Regions from separate parts of the Urocitellus parryii genome. Here region 2 is linked to region 1. Evidence: chromatin contacts called from public Hi-C data. All regions are on one chromosome and are shown on one strand. Each heading gives the region's core, a stretch centred on a gene start, on an enhancer-like site or on the middle of the called end of the contact. The rest is flanking DNA. Distances are from core to core; before and after follow the strand shown.

What was found. A called contact is a pair of places that touch in the nucleus more often than the background predicts.
Region 2: a contact with region 1 is called in a Hi-C map of muscle, with 4 times the contacts expected there. The contact joins the promoter of Prok1 here to the promoter of Kcnc4 in region 1. A contact is called at or near these places in 2 of 2 Hi-C or Micro-C datasets (liver and muscle).

What each region holds. Positions count from the first base shown.
Region 1 is chr11:103,012,959-103,019,534 of mUroPar1.hap1, reverse strand. It overlaps Kcnc4 (potassium voltage-gated channel subfamily C member 4), which reads right to left and starts at 3,134. Exons shown (of 4, transcript XM_026402809.2): 1 at 1,172-3,134. The coding sequence starts at 1,849.
Region 2 is chr11:103,222,353-103,228,928 of mUroPar1.hap1, reverse strand. Prok1 (prokineticin 1) reads right to left here and starts at 2,411. Exons shown (of 3, transcript XM_026402856.1): 1 at 2,340-2,411; 2 at 3-128. The coding sequence starts at 2,411.

The DNA of each region.
Region 1 (6,576 bases), core at 1,885-4,384:
CAGAGATACCAACCAGCTTTCACAGCAAGCAGTCCCCAGACCCATCATATCACTTTGCTCTTTCCTATCTCCCAAACAGACCCCAGCCAGGCTTTAGACTGTGGCCTTGAGATAAGACATTGGCTGGACAATTTTCTTTTTTAATGATTCTAAAGCCATCCTTTGGGGTTTTAGCTGCCCAAGCATAACAGGGTGAGTGTCTCCCTGATCATCCTCTCCCACCTATAATAAGGGTTAAGGAAAACCAGATTAATTTAGGGAAAGTGGTGAAGAGGGACTAGACCTTGCCTAAATAAACCTGTACTCCCCTCCCCCTCACACTCCCATTTGGAACAGTAACCTGAACCAGGGCTTTCTGGGAAGCCACTTTATGCAGCAGCAGTAAGAAAAGTAGTGGCAACAAATCTGGCATCATCACCAGGAAGCCTGTGGCTGGCCTTTGGCAGTGGGAGCCTGAGGAGCCTAGAATAGCAAGCCCTTCCGGTCTAACTCCCCTTATCCCAGCTGAGGCCAGGCCAGCTCAGGTATATAGAAAGTCTTGGGGCACAGCCTGTTCCCAAAGAACCAAGGCCCCTCCTCACCTGAACTGGAGGCCTGGGTTCTGGTCTCATCTCTGCCTCTCCTAAGCTCAGCACGCCGGAGGCTCTGTCCCTCTCTCTAAAATGCATAGCTGCCAACTCACAGAGATATTGGCAGGATTTAAGTGGGGTGACATGGAAAGGAAGCATCTAACAAAAACGAAAAAAAGAAAAGAAAATCCCAGTTTTCTTCTCTTAGTCCTGCCTCACCCCAGAAGAAGGCAATTCTAGTTCTCCAGGGCTATGGCCCTGTGGAGGAGTGGAGGGCAGCTGAAGATGGGGTGGCCTGTGCAAACCAAAGAAGGGATGAAGAGCTGTGGGCACCCCACTCCCTGGGGGGATGCAGCAAAGCAAGGCAGCTGGGATTGGGTCCAAGTAGTAAGTCAAGTGTGTGCAATCTCCTGATGGAGCGTGCAGGAGAGAGGGTGGGAGTGTGTAATTCCCCAGAGGGCCCTGGAGGGAGTTGGGAGGGAGGTGAGAACAGACTGGGTGGTAAGCTAGTCCTGTTGGGCTCTGCTCTGCCCCTACCCACCACCACCACCACGCGCCCCTTGCAGACACGAGAAGGGGAGACCGGGACTCCTGACACTTACCCTGGCCGCCCGGGAGGAGTAGGGATCCTCAAAGAGTGCCCACATGCGTGGTTGCCAGCCGCGGCAGCCCCCGGAACCGGCGCCAGGACCTCCGCCTCCCTCGTGCGGCCCCAGGCGCTGCAGGGCTAGCTCCCGCTCATCATCGCCGACCTCGTCGCTGGGCCCCGCTCCACCGCCACCCCCGTCTGGGCTTTCGAAGATGTCCAGCGCCTCCTCAGCGTCGCGATGCTGGCGGTAGGTCATCCAGCAGCAGGGCTCCACGTCGGTCTCGTCGATGCCCCAAAAGGTGAGCTCCTCCTCAAAGAGCGGCCCGCACACGTCGGCGGGGCAGTGCAGCTTGCCAGTGCGGTAGTAGTTGAGCACGTAGGCGAAAACGCCCGGGTGCCGATCGAAGAAGAATTCACATCCTCCGCCGCCGCTGCTGCCGCTGCTGCCCGCACCGCCGCCATCCGACTCCGGCCGGCCCCCGCCGTCGGGATCAGCCAGCCAGGCGAGGCGGGTGCCCGGCAGAGTGCGCAGGGTGCTGCGGTAGGTCTCATGTCGCGTGCCGCCCACGTTGATGATGATCTTCTCCGACGCCTCGCCCTTGGCCATCTCCTCCTTCAGACATGTTTTGGACGGAGGCTTGTTCCCCGACTTGCGCCCGCGGTAGGAGGAGACACACACCGAGCTGATCATAAGAAGCGCTGCGGGGCTCCGGCTTGGGGCGGCCGCTGCCCTCCAAACACCCTTCCCGAGGAGGCAGCGTCAGACGGGGGAGGGGGAGGAGACGAGGAGGAGGCAGGAGGCGGCGGCGGCCCCCTCTGCGGCTTGGCCCTGCCCCTGCCTTCCCCCCCGGGGCGCGTAGCGGGAGGAGTTGGGTTTCTCGGGCGCACAGGTGGTTGGGGTTTGGGTAGGCTACGCTGGGGCGGGAGGCAGGAGGTGCAGAGAGGACTCAGCAAGGGGCCCGGGGAGGTAGCGGCAAGCAGGCGAGGACGGGACACACAGACTCCCGCTCCGGGCCGGGGACACGCCCCCCCCTCACCCGACCAAAGACCAAGAAGTGCTCAGTCCCGGCACACTGCGAGGGTCCAGGGCACGCGCGCGCTCACACTCACAAGGGCCACCCTCCGGCTCCCAGACCGCGCGGAGCCCGGGAGCGGCCGGTTTCTCCGCGGCGGCGGCGGCGGCAGCGCAGCAGCAACAAGTCCTCCGAGCTGCTGCCGGGGCCGGGCCGACGATTTCAGGGCAGCCGGAGCTCGGCGGGCCCGGGCTGCGCGAGGTCAACACGAGGCGGCGGCGGCGGCATGTGGCCTCTTCCCCCCATTCATAAATTCAGCGCTGGGCAAGGATGGCGGGAGGGGCTGAGCGCAGCGGAGCGGACCAGCGGGTGGGGGCTGCGCAGGGCGAGGCGACTGTAAGAAAACAAGCGCGCCCGCAGGAGCGAGCCTCGGGTCCTGCATCCACGGCTGGGAGCTGCGCTGGGCTGGGCGCCGCGCTGCGGGGGCCGCGCCGCGGCGGGGGGGCCTCAGACGGGGCGTCCTGCGCGGCGCCAAGCCTGGGGGGCGGGGCCGCTCCGGGTAGCCGGGTTCTAGGTGCTGGCGAAGGAGTCTCCCCGGCGGCGGCCGAGAGGCCAAGGACACCTGCAGGCTTCTGGGGCCGCGCCGAGCGGGAGCCTCAGCGCAGCGCCCCGGCGCCGGGCTCCTGCGATCTGGCGGCGCCGGGAGCCGCGCCATCTACACGTCTGCCCATCTCCGGGCGGGGCGCTGGCCTTGGCTCGCGGCAGGGGGCGGGCGCTAGGTGGCCTCGGGAAGGGGGCGCCTGGGCACCGGTAGACCAGGACTCAGGGGGCTCTGCGTCTCCCTCCGGCGATGACAGCGGACTCCGCGCTTCAGTGGCGCCTTTTCCTCCGGGTCCCGCCTGGCCTGGGCGCGCCCTCCGCCGGGAGGGGTGGGCGGGGCGGGGCGCAGGGCGGACCCGGCTAGCTGCAGGGCCCCGGCGGCGAGCTCAGCCTTCCTCCGCGCGGCGGAGCCCAGCCGAGGCGCGTAACCCCCTCGCCGCCAGTGCCCAGCCTTGCGCGCCGCCCCTGCGCGCCTCCGCCACCATCCCCTCCCTCCGCCGCCCGGGCCCGCTCCCCGCCTCCCCCGAGCTAGCAGCTCCTCCCACTGCAGCCCGGGTGACACCCAAGCGCCCTCCACCCCCTAACCTCTAACCTCTGCCCACCTCTTATTGCAGAGCCTGTCGCCCCCCTCCGCGCAATGCTGGTTGCAATGATGCCGTTTCACTGCGGCTAACTGAAGACGGATGAGAGTGAAGATACGGTGTCTTGAGGAAGAGACTGCTCCAAACACCGTATTTGGGGCCTCCTGACCACCGTGCCCCTATCCTGTGCTTTGTAGGCCTGTAGTCTTGATGCTTGTGGCCACTGTCCCAGTCACCACAGCCTCTGCCATGGAATGGGGGACAGAGCAGCTTGGGCAAAGAAGCAGCGTCTGGTCTGAGAGGAGGGAAATTGTAACCCTGGTATTGCCCATGAAGAAATATGTTGTATGAGTGTGAGGTGGTGGCCCTGACCCATCTTTAGGTTAAATGGTTTACAGTTCCCTAGAGAGCACATAGAAAGTGTCCTGATCCTATGATTGTTTCACTTCTTGTAGTTTGGCTTGTCCTGTGGTTCTGTCTCCTTGCCCCTCCCTGACCTGAGCTCCTCCAGGCCACACTGTGCTTTTTCATCTTGATAGCACCAACAGTGCCTGCCTTTCAGAACCTGTTTGTTAAGTGATTGAGAAGCTGTCATACCCCAAATATTAGGCACCAACTGGACTTTGCTGGCCCTGTCCCAAAAGCAATTTCCAGATTAATTTGTTTTTATTTGTTTTTAAGCCCAGAACCTCTTCTACATCTTTAAACTCTCCTTCACAGCTTCAGCCAGCCTCCATGTCTATCTGGGTGATATGCAGAGGATTTTAGAGCAGAAATGGAAACGGATGGCTACACCTGCCCTGAACAACTGTGCACCATCCAATTTCCAGATGAGGCAGGACCTAGAATACCAGGAAGAACAAAACAAGGGCTTGTGTGTGTTCTCAGGAAAGATTAGAAGCCCAGAACAAATGTATGGGATTTTCATAAGCAAAAGTCACATCATTAATGAGATTAAAAACCAAAAGGATGGGGATTTTGATGATCTGTTCTGATACGCAGGGGAGGCGGTTACAATCCTTCTGTAGTCAGAAAAAGACATTTGCTGACATCCTTTGATACCTAGTCCCTCCCCTCCTCAGACCTGATGTCTGCATTTTAGAGTTTAGGTGGCCTTGAGTTTGCTGCAGAGAAAAGAACTATTCCAAACCTGACTGGGAAGACAAGAGCTGGAGCTAGAGTGCAAAAGGAAAAACTGCTGGGTGGATATCAAAGAGTTAACTGCAATGATGACTGTAAAGTCCCCTCTGGACTATGTCCTGGCAAGCCCCTTATAGTCTCTTCATCGCTTTCCATTCTTCTGTTTGGCTGATGGTCATTCTGAGAAAAGGGACAAGATGACGGGGGTAGAGTGGGGAATGGGGAAGAAAGTCCATCACAGTACCCCACACCTGATTTACTTATTCATCAACAAATATTTATTGAACATCTACTGCCTGCCAAAAGCGTTTCCAGGCACTGGACATATATCCTTGAATTAAACAGCCTCCCCAGGAAACCTCTGCCCAGTCAGCTTCCATTCCGCAGTGCTGTTGGCTGGTGATGAGCACCTGGGGAGAGGGTGGAAGGAGAACACTGCCAGGGAGAAAGGAGGCCAGGAGGGAAGGGAAGGAGATGGGAAAGCTGGTATGGGGGTAGGATAACCAGAGGCAGCCAAGGAAAATAGGCAGTCAGGTACAGATGCACTAAGAGGAAGACTCCTGGTCAGCTCCTGGAGAAGGTAGCTCAGACAAGAGGCTTCCAGAGAAGGCCTTACCACTTGCTGAAGGTTTTATTCTAGAGCTCTGGACTAATCTGTTCTCTGGACCCTTTCGGGCTTTTCTAGGGGAGTCTGTATGTTACAGTTGGCATCACGGGGCTTGTCCGCATCCACTCTGTGTGTGTGTGAGGTCATACTATTCTTTGAAAACACAAACCCCAGGGCTGGGGATGTGGCTCAAGCAGTAGTGCTCTCACCTGGCATGTGTGCCGCCCGGGTTCGATCCTCAGCACCACATACAAACAAAGATGTTGTGTCCGCCAAGAACTAAAAAATAAATATTAAAAAAATTCTCTCTCTCTCTCTCTCTTTCTCTCTCTCTCTCTCTCTCTCTCTCTTAAAAAAAGAAAACACAAACCCCAGGATGGAAAGAGAGCCCCCCTGCCTGCCAGCTGGATGCCAGCCTAATGTGGGTGGGAGGGTGCTGCCCCCTGGTGGTGCTCTGGTGGCCCAGACCTTACCCTCTGCTGGGACTGTGATGGTTGGGTAGAAAAGGGGACTATTGTGGTATGGAGTGCAGCTAATCCTGGGCATCCTATTGATCCTAGAACCCAACACAAGGCTATCATCCAGGACTCTGTCTGTTCTGTCCATTCCTCCAAAATCTTGATAACTGAGAGGCTTAGGCAAGACACAAGCAGTCACAGTTGGAAAATTGAATTGCTCACCTTTCACCACTTTCCTATCCTGGGCACCCTGTTTCTCCTGGCTATAGGGAACGGCATCTGCCTGGAAGTCAGTTCACACTAATGTATCAGCTGCAGTGGGTTTCCCTCCCCAGGATTAGGAGTACTGCCAAAGAGAAGGAGAGAGGATAATGTTTGATTCTAGAATAACACTGATGGAGGATGTCAAACCTTTCCAGAACCCCGCAGAGAAGGTCCTTGCTCTCTGAATACTAAAGCTGGACCCTCCCTGCAGGAAACTGAGACTGAAATCAAAGCCATTTACACTTCCTCTTTCTCTACGGTGGGGGTGTGTGTGTGTGGGCTCATCCTCTTTGGGGGGTGACAGGAGCCATCTAAGCTCCTCTCTATCCTCCTTCTTTGGCCACATTTGTTTTGAGGGATTCCAGGCCACGGAGCAGCCCCCAAATCCTCCTGAGTAAGGTAATAGCCATTGGCACTCACACCTCCCCCTTTTGGCATTGCAGCTCCTGCCAGGGACCAACCCCTCCTCCTTCAGGTCCAGGCCAAGGAGCCAGCACCCTTCCCCAGCATACCCTGCTCCCTCTTCTTCTGGTTAATTGGATTTCTTTATCAAACATCATCACCAGGCCATGACGTTGTCCTCTCATGGAGGGAGAAAGGAAAGGTAGGCAGAAGGCTGGGAGCCTGTGGTCCTCCCACCCTACCTCCAGGCATCCTGCAGAGATCCCCAGGTTCCAGATCCAATGAAAGCTTTCCCATAAGGGCTCCGAGGAGAACCTAACCTTAAAGGGCTGCCCAGAGTCATCCAGGCCTTG
Region 2 (6,576 bases), core at 1,162-3,661, 210 kb before region 1:
ACCTTGTGGCTGCTGGGGTGGCACGCTTCTCCTTCCTGACCCAGTGGGGTACATATCCGCAGCCCCCGCAGCCACAGGCTGATGGCACAGCAGGTGCGTGCTCCACATTGGACATCCCACTCACAGGCCTGCAGAGACAGAGAGGGCAGCACTACTACCTGTGAGAAGCCAGGTTGCAGCCCAGCAGTCCTCTGAGGGGTGGTGTGTCACCTGGCCCCATCACAACAGCATGCCTTGGACTGGGGTTATTGCCGCTGCTCCCTTCATGGGCAGGATGCTTCATGTCCATCAGGATCTGGGTTTGAGGGACTGTCCTAGCTCCTTGGAGACCTCTCAGTGGGGAGGCAGACCTCTTTGAAAAGTCCAGTGGGTCAGGAGGGATAACTCTCCTAGAGCCAGTAGATGCTCAGCAGATGCTGGTAGGACTGAGTGATTTAGGATTCTCCAAGCTGGGAGGGTCCCTGATGGCCCAAGCCCCTGGGTGGTCAGGGCTAAGCTGCTTTCAGCCAAGATTCTCCAGCCCAGACCCAGCACCCTTACTTGATGCCTGTTCCACATGTTGGTACCCCTCGCCCTAGAAGCCAATTGAACTGGTATCTCTCCCTAGTGTTTCTCTACGGGCCTCTGGGATGGACCCCACAGGGCTCGGCTCCCAGAATAGACTGTATGTCCCTTCTGTATGTCCAGAAGGTAACATTTGTAAAGAAGGCCACAAAACCCACTTTACCCATAAGCTAGGATCTGGGAAACCAAAACAGCTCCACACTCGGGTAGAGATCAGAACTGGCCACTTCACAGAAGCTGAGTGCTTGCGATGAACTGAAATTTGAAGCTGTGTCTTGATTTGCTCTTTTCCAGTAGAGGCTGGGGAGGGCTCAGGCTGCACATGGGGACTGCAACCCGAACTGGAAGTTCCCCACTTTCTCAGCCCCAGGAGGAAAAGAGGTTGCCAACTCCCTCCACCCAGAGGAGGCACGGGGAGCAGTCACCTGGCTGCCAGTCTCCAGCCCAGCAAGGGCACCCCTCCTACCTAGCCATGCTCTGAAAGCTGAGAGTCGGAGGAAGGAGACCCCCACTTGGCTCTTATCCTGCAGGGATGGGCATTGCTGTCCCACTCTGGCAGCGGGACCATGCAGCCTTGAACTTGGGGACATTTGCCATCCAGGTAACAGAGGAATGTGGAGAGGGCAGAACTTGGCCAAGTGAGGTTGACATGGTTTCGGGGCCCACCTGGTGCTCCCATCCTGACCGCAGGACTGCTGGGCCTCCCGGCTTCTCCCTTCAGCCCACCCCCACCAAGATTCAATGCTTTATGCTCGTTCTGTGCCTGCTTTGGGTCTCCAAAGCAATGGCTGACCCTTCATATATGTGCCTCTTTTGAACCAACCAGTCTTTTTCCTTTAGAAAGGAGAATGGAATTATCCTCTCTACAAACATGAAAACAAACCCAATTCCAGACATGGTTTGACATTACTCCACAAAAAACAGTGGAAGTGGTTGAAATAAAAGTTCATTTCCCCTTTTCTTCTCATGACTTTGACAAGACAGGTGCAGTGTTACTTTCTTTTAGTAAGAATAGTCCAGCTGCCTAACACCGCCGGCAACCATGCCAGAGTGGGGCAAAGTGAAAGACAGCCTTCAGAGGGGACATCACCCCCACAGAGTCGTGAGCACTGACGTGTGCAGCACCCGTGGGCTGAGCCTGTGCTGTCAGTCTGCATTTCTAGAGGCCAGTTGAACTGGTATCTCTCCCTAGTGCTTCTCTACTGGCCTCTGTTGGGGGCATTTTTTAGCCAAATGTTGGTGTCGCCAGTATTCCTCTCCGAACTAACTGGGCACAGAGCAAAAGGTATTTCAAAACATTCTTTCTTACGAGTGGAGGCCGCAGGGGTGATACTGATGTCATTGCAGCCAATGAGCTATTACTGCCCTTAATTAAGCCAACATACTGCTACGTCAAAACTGACACGCGGACCAGACTGTCTATGAAAACCAAAACTTAAACAAAAGGTAAATTAAGGGATGAAATCCACTTTATAAAAGAATTCCCAATGACACAACAGGAATCTTCATTTTTCCCAGAGACTAAAAACTTCAAAAATTCTCAATTGTCTCCGAATGCATTTAAAACAAAGATCTTATTTAAACACCGCTTCTTAAAAGCCAACCCTGTTTATCAGAGTGAGGTCCAACTAATCACAAACCATCCCTCTCTGGGGTCCCTTTGATTTGCGGTGTATTGGATGGCGGAGCCCCACCTGTGTGGTTCCTGGGCTTACATCCCCTGCAGACCCTACCACTGTCCTGGAACCCAGGCAGAGAGAACGCTGGAGACTTACCCCAGTGATCACGGCACAGTCGGACACAGTTACTAGGAGGAGCATGATTGACACTTTCATGGCACCTGTCATTGCCACCTGGAGTGAAGGCAAAACTCGGTCTTCTCCAAGGCTTCCTGCTTCCCCGGCTCAGCCTCGTGCCCAGCAAACTGGGAAGCCCAGGCTCTCCTGCCCCACCCTCCTCCTAGATTTATATGGTCGGGTCCAGGGCTGCCTGTGGATGCCTCATCTCTGTTCTTGCCTTCCCTATTCCCGGCGTTATTCAGATGATCTCAGAGGCGAAGATGAGAGCTGAATCCCTAACAACATCAAATCACCACAAAAAAACTAATAAAAATGGATACGTCGAGGGCTTTGACAGTCGCTCTAACTCTTCCAGGAATGCAGAGCTTCAGAAAGCTGTGTGCCATTGCTCTTGATATTCTTTTCTGCCTCTGGGCGTCCTTCTATGCTGCTTGGGGCAGAAAGAGGCTTTGGTAATGAATAAAGGGATTTGCAACATCACCATTTATCCTTTCCTGCCCCAAACCGTGAAACACGGAGGGTTATTGATTCCCCTCCCACTCAGCCCAACAAGAATTATCTGGGCATTTACCAGGGGATCAACACGGAGGTAGCTAAAAAAGTTACAAGTGGGGAAGGTGCTGTCCCTGGTCCTCGAAAGGTAAAAATTTCAATAGACATTAGACAGTGAGAAAACAAGTCCAGATTTGTGGGGTTGCACTCCCAGGTGGGACACCTAACTGTCTGCTTTCTCCTGGGTTCAGGATGAACACCAGCAAACACCGTGGTACAGGAGCCAAAGGCAGATAATCGGCAACCCCGCAGGTCCCATGCTCTCAGCATCCTGCAAACTTGGGCTGAACTTTAGCTCAAAGGTATGAGGAACTACAATGCTGTCCTTCCTGCTGCATGGGGTGAGCATGACATTGGCCTTCTCTGTGGGCAAACAAACACAGTGGGCACAGATGCCAGCCTAATAAAAAGGTGACTTTGGGCATAGCCCTTCTTGCTGCAGGAAATGATCCTAGTTCCAGCCTTCACTATTCCAGACAACCCAGAGAAAGTTCCCTGATCCTTTCCCAGACAATTCAGTTCATCTAGATAACAATAAAAGCTGGTATTGTTCCCAGATATATTTTGCCATATGTTAATACAGGCTGACCATCTCTATTCCAAAAATCTGACATCTGAAATGCTCCAAAATGCAAACCTTTTTGACACGATGCCAAATGTGGAAAATTTCATACCACGAAACCGTGACATGCACAACATTACTTAAAATGTCATATAAAATCACCTTCAGCCTACATGTATAAGGTATATATGAAACATAAAATGAATTTTGTGTCTAGGCTTGGGGCCCATCTCCAAAGTATCTCATAATGTATATGCAAATGTTCTAGAATGTGAAAAATGCAAAACCTGAAACACTCTGGTACCATACATTTCAGATAACAGATATTCCACCCGTAGATGTCATATAAACAAATAACGAAGACTTGGGAAACACTGGGTTATGCAAACTTTACTGGCATTTTTCTGCATACTTTTCAGGACCTTTCACATGTGTTTGTATAGAAAGCAGCAAGTGGAAAAGACATAGTTTTTCCCAAACAGATTCATCCACAAAGCCCTTTATGTTTTCCTGGAGTGTCTGATGAAAATAGGGTTCCTACACATAAATATTGACAGGCATTGATGAGTGCAGAGAGAAAGAGCCCAGTGGTTCTGGGCCAAGTGGCTTGGAAGACAGACCCCCACCAGCAGACACCTTGACTTCTGACCAACTGCTCACTGGCTTCATGGCCTTGAGAATATTGCCAACCCTCTGAGCCCTTATTTCCTGAATACCTCTGCTTCTCAGACCTCCCTCCCCAGCCCTTCCCCACAATACACAAAACTAATTTTGTGTATTCACAATTGCAGTGAAGAAGTTGTAGCAAGAAGCCTGGTGTGGTGGTGCACTCCTGTAATCCCAGGGATTTGGGAGGCTGAAGCAAGGAAGATCATGAGTTCAAAGCCAACCTCAGTAACTTTGCAAGGCCCTAAGCAACTCAGCAATACCCTGACTTTAAATAAAAATACAAAAAGGGCTGGGGATGTGGCTCAGTGGTTAAGAGTCCCTGGGTTCAATCTCTGATACCAAAAAAAAAAAAAAAAAAAAAAGGAAGGAGGAGAAGGAGAAAAGAAGAAGTTGTAGCAAGCAACACTGTTGCCAAATAAAACAATAACATGGATTGACAACTTTTTTTCTTTCTCTTGAATGCCAGTGCTTGAGAAAAGCCAGTAGGGTGAGGGAGAGCTGGTGACCTGGTGGAAATCCCAGAAGAGACTCTGGGGAGCTTTTCAGAATCACTGGTTCTTCATGCAGTAGCTCAACCAAGGGTTCATCGAGAGACTTCCACACTTCCAGACCTGGAGCCCCGTGGGTACTGGGTCTAATTTCTCTCTACAGCTTAGAGGTCTCCTGTTCCTGTGTGCAGGTGGGTTCAACAGTCCACTTGATAAGATCTGGGTTACTTTTTGATGGAAATCGTGCAGGAAAGGAGGCTGAGGGCCTAAGCAGGCAGGAGCCCAAGGAGGCAAAGGCAGGAATTCAGTGGTGAAGTGAATTGAGAAGGGGAGAGAGTGGGGGCTGTGGGGACAACGGTGAGAAGTGCTAAAAATGTATTTGGTGCCCTTATGAAGGTAGGAAGAGAGTGGAGATGTGTCAGAAAGCCTCTCCCAGATCCCTACACAACTGCAGAGAGAATGCAGGCAGGTGGGCAACGAACAAACCTATGGTTTAGTATTTCTTTGAAAAAGCTACATGGGGGTCCACTTCTTATACCTTGGGCTAGGCCCCAGTTCCTCCATTTTCAGTTGCCATTTTCCAGGGTAGTGTGTGTGTGTGTGTGTGTGTGTGTGTGTGTGTGTGTGTAGCAAGGGCTACTCTCATAGGGCCCTGGTCCACACCCAAGTCAGCCCTGAGCCCTGATGGAGTCCCCTGAGAGTCTCTTGAGGTCATTGTTCTGTGAACTACAAAGGAAGTCCCTTTCCAGTTGCCTGGCTGCTCCATCCTCAGTGTGAGGTATCTTGGGTTGATGGTTAATCCCGTGTGTTAACATGTGCTCCCTCTTTTTTTTTTTTGGTACTGAGATTGAACCCAGTGGTGCTCAACCCCTGAGCCACATCCCCAGCCCTATTTTATATTTTATTTAGAGACAAGGTCTCGCTGAGTTGCTAAGTGCCTCGCTAAGTTGCTGAGGCTGGCTTTGAACTCGCAATCCTCCTGCCTCAGCCTCCCAAGCTGCTGGGATTACAGGTGTGCATCACCGTGCTGGGTAAAATGTCTTTATTATTGGTTTCTTGCTAACTATTACATGAGAGTTTGCTGTGACTCATTTCAGAAAATAATAATAATCATAATAATAATAAAACAAAAGAAACCCAAGCATTCAGACCAGGGGTTCTTTACTGGGGCCTCAGTAAACTCCCCCAACAAGTTCATGGATTCAGGAGATCCATGAACTTGTTTGGAGAGGAAAATGGCACACTTATCATCACCAACTCCTAACTGAATTTTAATGTTTTCTTTATTTTAACTGTAGGCTAGAAGTCACAGAATGATTAGCAGTAATATCGACTTCCTCACCAAGAAAAATACAGGTGTTAGTATCATGTTGCTATTGCTGCAAATAGCTCCAAATATCATTTCAGCTCATCACTACACTGAAATCATAATTAGAGAGCTCTTAGACTGGGTTACTTGCTGCATTAACAAAGAAGCGTAAATATTACCATATTGCAAATATGCTTTATAAAAATATATAGGTGCTTTACCACTGAGCTGCATCCCCAGCCCTTTTGTTGTTGTTTATTTTGAGACAGGGTCTTGCTGAGTTGTCCAGGCTGACCTTGAACTTGCCATCCTCCTGCCATCCTCCTGAGTTGCTGAGATTACAGATGTGTACCACCATACCCGGCTTTAATATATAGTTTTATAACTGTATTTCAATATAATTTATTTCCTTTATAATCTTACTTACTTTTACACATTTAAAACATTATTCTGGACCAGGTGCCCAGAAAGGGCACCTTCTCAAAGGCCCCACCTCTTAACACTATCATATTGGGGATTTTGAGGGAACAAAAAAACATTCAGACCATCGAAGGGGGCTAGATCCACATGGAGGCACCAAGAAGAAATTGGCTTCTAATTTGGGTCCAGGTAGACTCCATCTCAGGTCCTGGA